3 separate regions of the Mus musculus genome follow, and regions 2 and 3 are each linked to region 1. A link is a contact called in public Hi-C data. All regions are on one chromosome and are shown on one strand. Each heading gives the region's core, a stretch centred on a gene start, on an enhancer-like site or on the middle of the called end of the contact. The rest is flanking DNA. Distances are from core to core; before and after follow the strand shown. Region 1 has its middle 78 kb from the start of Gm34482. Region 2 holds the start of Klf4 (Kruppel-like factor 4 (gut)). Region 3 has its middle 94 kb from the start of Gm42291.

Region 1 (3,194 bases), core at 30-2,529:
ATGGGTAGAGGGGATGCTCCAGGAGATGCAGAGGCCCTGAGCATGCACAGCTTCTGACTGGTTCTGTGCACAATCCATGCCATCAGTGAGTATTCAAGCTCAAGCAAGCACTTACTTTTGATATATTTTTAAAGAATGAGTTTACAATTTTAAAAATGAGTTGCTGAGCAAAATGAAGCCACACCCCCTTGTTCCATTTGCCATGTGACACCGCAGAGAAAGGTGTGGATGTCACCAGAAGGTCTGCCTTGTTTGCACAGAAGTCATATTCTTACTTGCCATATGCACTAGCTCATACTTCTTAGATGTTCAAGTTTACATGCTATAGGAAGACAAGAGCCTACGGTAAGAAAATCGTGAGTCAAAATTTGAAAGGCATTTTCTTTTATTTATATATGCATTTTGTGCATGCACAGACCTATACATGCAATGATATATGTGTGCATATGCATACACATGTGCATGCACGGAGCCAGAATAAGCACAATAGCATATTCCCTGAAACTCGGGAACTCACGATCTGTCAGGACTTCTAAGAGGAAAAAAAAAGTGAAGAATTACAGGGAGTCCATGGAATTCATAAAGAGAATTGGACTGATTCTTACAGCTTTGGGACTACATTTGTTCAGTGTTGGGGGGTGGAGCAGTACTGGAAGTGAGCCTCAGTTTATACCTTTTGGGCCATTAGGAACTTCCCAATGGCCTGATCAAGACAAAAGGGATTCCCTCATCAGGGAATGAGTTTCCCATCACCAGAAATATGTAAGGAAAGGCTGGGAAACCACACAACAGGGATGCTGCAAAGAGAAAGCCAAATATCAAGAGGAAGCTGGGGTCAGGAAAGACTGGGATGGCTAGAGGCTTTCAACATCCTCAACAGCCTAGCCACGGAACTGGAGAAAGACCCAAACTGGTTTTAAAAAGATCTCATGAGCAGCACTTTATTGGCCGTATCTCTAACTATCCCTTGTCAGTATGGGGCACCAAAGGACCTACTTACACATTGCTTTGGAATACCCCCTCAGTCTTCGCAGCTGACAAAACTCCACTTACGCTGATTAATGCTCTGATCCTTCCAACTGCCCCACCAGTCAGCTTCCCAGAGGAGGCTCCAAGAGGTGATGAGCGCTGCCCAAAATGACGCAGCTGGTAAATGACATATCCTCCTGGCACCATGCACTGGTATTCTTGCCAGTGTAGTTTGACTGCCTCTACTCTGGGCCAAGGACTGGGCGAGCACCCAGGATCCCAAGCCGGCTTCTGACATCTGTGTCGTCCTCCTCTCGTGGCTCATACGTAAAGGGAATGTTTGCCCGGCTTGCTCCTGCCAGGTACCAGCTCACTACTCACGTAGAGGACTCTTTTACGTCCCCAGGAGTCCTTCCTAGGGAAATAACACTGGACTCCTGAGAAGCCCAGATTATTTGACTCTCCAGGCAAGCTAATGAACTGTTTGAGACTTAAGATTCAGGAAGCCCTACAGCATGGGGAGAAGACAACGCAGGCCAGAAGAACAGAGAGGTGCAGCCCCTCCTCCTGTAGCCTGCCTTCTGCTCACCGGTTACCACCTCTCTGGAGTGGCACTTCCACCTGCCCGAGGCCATTCCTCCTTGGGCAGGGAGCCCATCAGATTTTACAAGCCAGGCAGGGTCAGGCCTAGTGAAAACGTGAATGGGAATGCCCAGAACAACAAAGGCAGCAGGCGTTTTCCCTCGGAAGATGGGGTGAGCCAAGCCACAGACTGCCAGTTATGGGGCATCCAGAGCATGACCTCTGCAAAACCCCTAAATGAACACCAACTGAGGACATACCTGCTGGGATTAGCGAAGTTTTATCAAAACTCCCCTACCTCCGCAGAAGTGGTATAATTCCGACGATTTTGATGAAGTAAAATCACTTTGAATTACTAGAAGACAACTAAGCTAGCAAATCAGAACTATATATAAATCAGGGTGGGGAAAACGATTTCAGAATGCCACAGAGTAACTGTTTTAGGCTTCGTGGACATAATAGTTTTATAGTGTGAAAACTCCATAGGAGATATGGAAATGGATGTGTGTGCCTGGTTTAAAAAAAAAAAGAACAACCTTGCATTAATACACACAAACTGGAATTTTGTGTAATTTCCGTACATCATAAAATGTGTTCTTCTTTGATTCTTTTGACAGCCATTCAAAGTTGTAAAAACGACACTTTTAGCTCATAGCTGTAAGAGAACAGATGGGATGAGTTCATCTTGGAGGCTTCGGTTTTCCTGTTTCTCTTCTGAGGCAACACTTCTCAACTATATATGGCAAGCAGGCCATTTGTAAAGATTTTCGAGCTTTCTTGCTCATACATTTGTAAATGTATATAAAAATGGGCTACAAAAAAAACCCAAAAAACAAAAACAACAACAAAAAAAAACAGGCCAAGAGGAAAGAGAAGGGTCAGGAGTGATAGCACCAGCCTATGGTCCCAGCACTGTGCAGGGGGTTGGGGAAGGTCCTGGCCAGCCTGGGCTACATGGTGAAGACCCGTTTCAAACAAATAAACAGTCTTGGTCTTATTGATGAGTTCCGGTGTAAACAAATAGGAAGGAGATAAAGAAAAGGAGGGAGAGAGGGAAGAGCAGGAAGGCAGAAGGGAAGGAAAAAGAAGGAAGCAGAGAGAAAGGAAAAGGAGAGAGGAAAGAGAATGAGAAAGAAGAAAAGAGTTGAGAGAGAGAGAGAGATTATGAATATAATGGTTAATTATATCTGTGGGCTTGACTCGATAGTACCTGCACATGAGTTAATCTCTCTTTCTGGGTGTGTATGTGAGGGCATACAGGATGGATGGTTGCGTTTGATTTTTCAGACTCCTCCTTAAAATGGTTTGCACGTCTGTGTGTGCGTGGGGGGTGGGGGTGAGGGTGGGGGTGGGGGTGGGGGATCTGATCCACAGAGCACCTGAATGGAACCAAAGAAGAAGGAAGGGAGAAGCTGTTCCTCCTGAGAGCGGAATATGCTTCTCCTTCTTCCCTTGAACCAAAACTTGCACCACTGGCCTCTCGGGATCTCGGCATTGGGAGATAGCACAGGCGCGAGTTTTCCTGCGTCTACAGTTTGCACCCAGCAGAGCAGATGGTTCAGCCTTTGTAACCATAAGAAGGATTTCTCATAATTAATCTCATAATGATGCAAATATCATCTATCCTGTTCTTAGGTAGTTCA
Region 2 (3,197 bases), core at 318-2,817, 340 kb after region 1:
AAGAGATGCATTCCAAGAGCGCTTCTGTGGTCGGCCAGAAGTGGAAAATTCAGGATGACAAATATTCCGAAGAAAACTAATATAGGTCCCAAGGATTCCGGGACTCAAACAGGTGAAACGACAGAGGACGTGGCACCGACGCCCCGAGAGGAGCGAGTGCACACGCTGCCTATGCTGGAGCATCGACCCCCTTTCCCGAGTGCCTTTCTTCAGTCCCCGCCCTCAGCTGTCTCCGCCAGGGTTCAACCATGAGGGCGGCGGAGCCCAACTCTGCTCCCCAATCCAAAATAAACACCTAGCCTTAAAAAAAAAAAAAAAGTAAACCTAGTTTAGCGAGTTATACTGAACACCACACTCACGGTTTTTGTTTTGTTTTAAGTACTTGGTAGAGATGAGGGCGAAAACCTTTCCCGGCTGGAAAATTACTGAGGGTAGTGGGGAATGGGAAAAGGAGTAATAAGACTAAAACAAAGACTGCCTTTTCCCCTCCCGGTAGGCAAGGGCCTGAGGTGCCACTTTGGAGCACTAGGGTCCCATTGCAGCGCTCCTCTTCCCAGCGCAGGATCACCTCCCAGTGAAGTCCCTTTGAGTGGGTTGGCTAGCTCAGAACCTAAGTTGATGGGAGCGAGTTGTCCTATGACCTTTACCTCGCCGCTTCACCTCTTTATGACTCACTTCTCATCTTCAAAATGAAGAGTGCGAGTGCGTAGCTTGTAAAGAGCTTTGAGATCCCTGGTGAAAGGTATCTCCGCGCCTCGGTCCCTCTCCGCGTTCCCACTCCCCCACCCCCAATGTAAATCTGGAACGCCTTCCTTGTTCCTTCCATTATCAAGATGACTACGTGCCCAATCCCGGCCGCTCTCTTTCATAGCAGGCGCGGAACCCCTTCTCCTAGCTTCTGAGATTCCTAGCGCCCCCCCCCAATCACCCGGCCCTCACCCCCACCCTACGGGAGGCCCCACTGGCACCCGCGCCAGGCCAGGCCCTGCGCCGACACGGCCCGGCGTCTGCGTGCGTATGCGAGAGAGGGCGGGCTGGATGAGTCACGCGGATAATCGCGCTCTCGAGTGCGCAGACGACAGGACAAGCGCGTACGCGAGCAGGGGTAGGGGCGCGCCGCCTCTTCCCCCCCACACACACACACCCCCAACCTCCTGTCCCCCGCCAGGGTTCCCGTGGCAGGACTTTCGAGCCCAGGGAACCGACCGTGGCCGCCCAGAGGACCCCGAGTAGCGCGGCCACGGGAGCCACGCCGTACTCCCAGCGCCGGAGCCGCCGTCGCCGCCACCGCCGCCGGCGTCAGCACGGCTCCAGCCCGCCAGCTGCCTGGCTGGCGTCACGGCCTGGCCCCGCCCCGCCCGCGCCCCTCCCTCGCCCCCGCCCCCACGTGCGCGGAGTTTGTTTATTTAGCTACCATGGCAACGCGCAGTGGGGGCTGCGGGAAGGCGGGGAGAAGAAAGGCAGGGGGCGGGGCCTGGCGGCGGAGCCCCGCGCGCCGCCACAGGGAGGAGGCGGGGAGCAAGCGAGCGAGAAGTTATAAGTAAGAAGCGCGCGGCGGCCGCCGGCAGTTCCCCGGCCAAGAGAGCGAGCGCGGCTCCGGGCGCGCGGGGAGCAGAGGCGGTGGCGGGCGGCGGCGGCACCCGGAGCCGCCGAGTGCCCCTCCCCGCCCCTCCAGCCCCCCACCCAGCAACCCGCCCGTGACCCGCGCCCATGGCCGCGCGCACCCGGCACAGTCCCCAGGACTCCGCACCCCGCGCCACCGCCCAGCTCGCAGTTCCGCGCCACCGCGGCCATTCTCACCTGGCGGCGCCGCCCGCCCACCGCCCGGACCACAGCCCCCGCGCCGCCGACAGCCACAGTGGCCGCGACAACGGTGGGGGACACTGCTGAGTCCAAGAGCGTGCAGCCTGGCCATCGGACCTACTTATCTGCCTTGCTGATTGTCTATTTTTATAAGAGTTTACAACTTTTCTAAGAATTTTTGTATACAAAGGAACTTTTTTAAAGACATCGCCGGTTTATATTGAATCCAAAGAAGAAGGATCTCGGGCAATCTGGGGGTTTTGGTTTGAGGTTTTGTTTCTAAAGTTTTTAATCTTCGTTGACTTTGGGGCTCAGGTACCCCTCTCTCTTCTTCGGACTCCGGAGGACCTTCTGGGCCCCCACATTAATGAGGTAGGTGAGATGTTGGACTTGGGAACAGAAAGGGGTGAGGATTGGAGGGAAGCTTCGGAGCAGTGGCCAGGGTGTCCCCTGACTCCTGGTCCCTGTGCGCCCCGCCCGGCCCGCAGGCAGCCACCTGGCGAGTCTGACATGGCTGTCAGCGACGCTCTGCTCCCGTCCTTCTCCACGTTCGCGTCCGGCCCGGCGGGAAGGGAGAAGACACTGCGTCCAGCAGGTGCCCCGACTAACGTGAGTGTCGCGCTAGTGCCCTGTAGATTTCTGCAGATGGGGTGGGGTGTATGGGCGGAATCCGGGGGTCACCAAGAGTCCTTGGTTAGGACAAGGATTGCCCTCCATTGGAACTCTACAGCCTTCCGAGGTGGCTCCTCGGCCCTTGAGTCGGCCTTAAGTGCGTGTGGTCCCGGCACTGCGGTACCGCCAGGGGCGCACAGCGGTTCCCCACTAGTCTTCGGGCGTCCGGACCGTGGGGTGGGCGCACTCAGTCCACTATATTTTAGGTGGACAAGTCTCGAGACCCTTTGGGCCGGAGTGATCGTAGCGCGTGGGCGACCCGGTGGCTATGGTGCATGGGGAGAAAGCCACCGTGTCCCAGTGTCCCAATTCCGTGGGCGGCTGGAGCGTCCCGCGGATCTGGCGGGGAAGAGGACTGGGCTGGTGGAGCGACGGCACTAGCTTGCAGGAGAACGAACGCGCCACCTCTTACCTTGGTGTTAGCTGAGATTGCAGTGTGGCCCCTGGAGTCCCCGAGGCTGCCTTCCTGTTCTGTCCAGTTCCTATAGCAGGGTGTTGGTGTGCTTCACCCAACAAGTCAATATTAGGGGTGGCAACAGGGTGCTACAATTAACAGTTTCTCTCTCCCTCCCTGTTCTTGCAGCGTTGGCGTGAGGAACTCTCTCACATGAAGCGACTTCCCCCACTTCCCGGCCGCCCCTACGACCTGGCGGCGACGGTGGCCACAGACCTGGAGAGTGGCGGAGCTGGTGCAGCTTGCAGCAGTAACAACCCGGCCCTCC
Region 3 (3,159 bases), core at 452-2,951, 350 kb before region 1:
AGAAGTGCTTGATTGGCAATGCTTGGTTATATTTTGGTGGAAGTACTTTTGTGATAGTGTATTTCAAACTCCCAACATGTGAATGTATTTGCAGAGTTCCTGGAAATATGAACTCTGCCTCCACAAGCCTTCTCTGTCAGTCTCTGGCACACCTCTGAAGCTCTTTGAAGAGAGAGAGAGGACTAGAGTTGGGAGAGGTGGTTAATTCTGCTAAAAATACCAGACTCTCGGGAGCGGGGGAGATACAGTGTTTATAAAGCAAAACATGAGGTCCTGCGTTTGATCCCCAGACCCCACATGGCCATGGTTGTTTCTTTGTAACCCCAGCAAAGGGGAAGCAGCAGTGATAGATTCCTGGGACTTGCTGGTCAGCCAGTTTACCTATCTGGTAAATTCCAGGTTATTGAGCTATCCTGTCTGAAAATACTGGTGGACAGCATTCTTGACAGACAGCACCAATGTGGTTCATGTCATGTTGATTGTGTTGTTGTTCTGTTTTAGATAAAGCTTGTCCAGATTGAATATTCCCAATCTGTTAATGTTTAGCTTACAATACAGGACTCAACAGAAGTGTTCTTCCAGGTGGGGACCAATGTGTGTCTATGTGTGGGCGTGCATGCTCCACGTGGAACATGGAGAAACAACAAGATTCATGTAGAGCACTGGAAGAAGCCAGGCCAATTTAAACACAGGTCATCCTGGTCTTTGCTACAAATCTTGATGGGACTCTGAAGTCCTTTTCCAGATCCTTAGAATCTTTTTTTTCTCTGTTTTTATTAGGTATTTTCCTTGTTTACATTTCCAATGCTATCCCAAAAGTCCCCCATACCAACCCCCCCCCAATTTTGGCCCTGGCGTTCCCCTGTACTGGGGCATATAAAGTTTGCAAGTCCAAAGGGCCTCTCTTTCCAGTGATGGCTGACTAGGCCATCTTTTGATACATATGCAGCTAGAGACAAAAGCTCCGGGGTACTGGTTAGTTCATAATGTTGTTCCACCTATAGGGTTGCAGTTCCCTTTAGCTCCTTGGGTACTTTCTCTAGCTCCTCCATTGGGGGCCGTGTGACCCATCCAATAGCTGACCGTGAGCATCCACTTCTGAACTTAGAATCTTAATAAACAGGCTTGGAGAAGTGTTGAGAACAGGGAACCTGATGTGAGCTTAGCATTAGCATGTTCTGATAAAGCTACTGGAACAAAGTCAGGGCTGCTGGATGCCTTAGGGACTAGAGTCTATGACGACATGGGGCAACCACTAGGTGGGGCTGTGGCCGAGGGGACTCCAGGGTTTCTTTTATGTGGGTTCCAGTTTCTATTTCCTTATTCTCACTCTCTCCTTTTCTGTTCTTCTCTCTCCCTTGCTGCTTATCCTGTAGCTGTCTTAGCTGAAGAAGCCTGGGTTAGCCACCTCCTTGTGCACTGATCTCTACAGCTTGCTATAGCAGGGACCTGGGGCCTCAGCCTTCTCCTGTAGGCTGGGACACTGGGTGGAATGCTCAACTCTACTCTCCCCTGCAGTTTGTTTTGTTTTGTTGTTTTGTTTCGATTCGTTTCTTTTCTCTTCCAACATTCTCAGCTCCAGTCTTCAATCTGAAGATGGATAAATAAACAAATCGAAACTGAAATTGAACATTGGCCCCAAAGTGAGGACATCTGGGAGGCTTTTAGGGAAATGTACGTGCTTGCTGGGTTTCCGGTTACATATTTTATGTTGCCTGGTAACAGAGCTCACAGTTCACTTTCTGGCTTTCTTCTCCCCCATCCCCTGTTTATAGTGTAATTACTGCCGTGACTTCATAATCCCCCAGTGAACAGCTGTCAGGGGGGCCCAACTGCTGAATAAACAGGGCTATACAAGCTCTCCTCCACTGGCTGGTTTACTAAATAGATCAATATTTGGTTTGTAGGCAAAGAGATTAGGAGGTGGAAGTGTCTTTTGAAAAAGTCTGCTGGCTTCCCAGGGCCTCCCAGCACACCTGAGAATGTGGGAAAGAAAAACCAAGTTCATGGAGGGAAAAAAAAAAGGCCCATCCAAGCCTTTCACCTGCTGGAGACTTCCCAAGGAGCACTGTGTCTTTAGGAGGGCATCCTCTTCAGGAGGCATCTTAGGCTCTTAATTCTAAGTCCTAGAGAATTCTATTTTCTTCTTCCTCTACCTCCCTACCTCTCTTTCTGTCCTGGCCCGATCACATCCTCTTTAATCTTTCTAAATGGATATTATAGCCTCAGGGACTCCAAGAAGATTCAAGGATAAACAGGAGCTAAGCCCCTGAAATGCCAGGCTCCCTCCAATGCCATCTTCTCCGCACAAAAGCCCTGGTTAGAAATGCCATCAAGAGAGCAGCCTCTGAGGGTTCTTTGTCAAACTCAAGGTTTGTGTGACCCTCTGGGAAAGGGTTCTCTTGACCTTGATTTTTTTTTATGTGTAAGGAAAGGGCTGAAGGGCAGGGGGGCCCTGCCTGAAGTTTCTGGAGCCTTACAATCTAAACCTCTAGGCTGGCTGGCTCTAGGACCTGGGGCAAGTCCTTTGTGGATTTGTGCTCACACAGTCTGGGTCTAAAGGCTTCTTCCAGGTAGGAGTGAAGCAATGTCTAACTGAACAGAAGAGAGTTTACTGCAAAGGCCCAAAAGAGACTGGGAACTCCACAGAGTTGTCCTACCTTCCATGTGGAAAGGGGAGAGTTAACCTATTACTGTGATCATCAAAGGAGACAAAGGATGAATGGAATTTGCCTAGATTATGGTCTCTTTAAAACTAGCATTGTTTAATTTCTCCTGAAGCTAAAACCACAGTGAAGAAAGGCTTGGTTAAAAAATGGGACAGAAAGAGGAGATGCAGAGCTCCTTTTCTGTGTACAACTCCAGTAGATCCAACTTCACAAAGACAAAGGCACTGCACTAATTCAACTTGAGACTTAGCTATTCAGTGTCCTGGTGTTTCATCGTATTGTCTAGATACATTATGTCCCTATGTTGCAAATAATTGATGTTCAGAGGTCATCAAGACTGTTGTTGAGGGTCGGGCCATCTTTCAGATAAATATGTGCCCCCCCTCCTCCGATCTAGTTGTAAAATTTTTTGTGTTCCTTCTTCACCACAGAAGTGACTGATGACTGATGCACAACACATGGAAAGAGAAACGTCGACCCGATGGGTTGC

Evidence for each region. Hi-C and Micro-C count contacts between places; a contact is called where the count stands out from the background.
Region 2: a Hi-C map of epidermal suprabasal cells shows a contact between it and region 1, with 2.4 times the contacts expected there. The contact joins the promoter of Klf4 here to the enhancer-like site in region 1. A contact is called at or near these places in 8 of 39 promoter capture datasets (the 3T3-L1 cell line, embryonic stem cells, hippocampal neurons and 3 more), 5 of 484 Hi-C or Micro-C datasets (bone marrow-derived macrophages, cortical neurons, epidermal suprabasal cells and 1 more), 7 of 115 datasets of contacts at active chromatin or transcription factors (craniofacial prominence, embryonic forebrain, embryonic stem cells and 4 more) and 2 of 9 other capture datasets (adipose tissue and embryonic stem cells).
Region 3: a contact with region 1 is called in a Hi-C map of muscle stem cells, with 2.6 times the contacts expected there. The contact joins two enhancer-like sites. A contact is called at or near these places in 1 of 15 datasets of contacts at CTCF or cohesin (large pre-B cells), 4 of 484 Hi-C or Micro-C datasets (bone marrow-derived macrophages, cardiomyocytes, cortical neurons and 1 more) and 2 of 115 datasets of contacts at active chromatin or transcription factors (bone marrow-derived macrophages and large pre-B cells).

What each region holds. Positions count from the first base shown.
Region 1 is chr4:55,873,511-55,876,704 of GRCm38.p6, reverse strand. No RefSeq gene overlaps it. Among named protein-coding and RNA genes, the nearest start is that of Gm34482, 78 kb to the left of the region's middle. Within about 2 kb of position 1,279, at least 28 of the 459 cell types and tissues checked have an H3K27ac peak or open chromatin away from gene starts, as enhancers often do. A contact at or near this core is called in epidermal suprabasal cells, fibro-adipogenic progenitors and muscle stem cells, where this site is marked.
Region 2 is chr4:55,530,845-55,534,041 of GRCm38.p6, reverse strand. Klf4 (Kruppel-like factor 4 (gut)) reads left to right here and starts at 1,567. Exons shown (of 5, transcript NM_010637.3): 1 at 1,567-2,175; 2 at 2,292-2,412; 3 at 3,059-3,197. The coding sequence starts at 2,171. It overlaps Gm12506 (a long non-coding RNA gene), which reads right to left and starts at 1,332. Exons shown (of 5, transcript XR_390585.4): 1 at 1-1,332.
Region 3 is chr4:56,220,758-56,223,916 of GRCm38.p6, reverse strand. No RefSeq gene overlaps it. Among named protein-coding and RNA genes, the nearest start is that of Gm42291, 94 kb to the left of the region's middle. Within about 2 kb of position 1,701, at least 165 of the 459 cell types and tissues checked have an H3K27ac peak or open chromatin away from gene starts, as enhancers often do. A contact at or near this core is called in muscle stem cells, where this site is marked.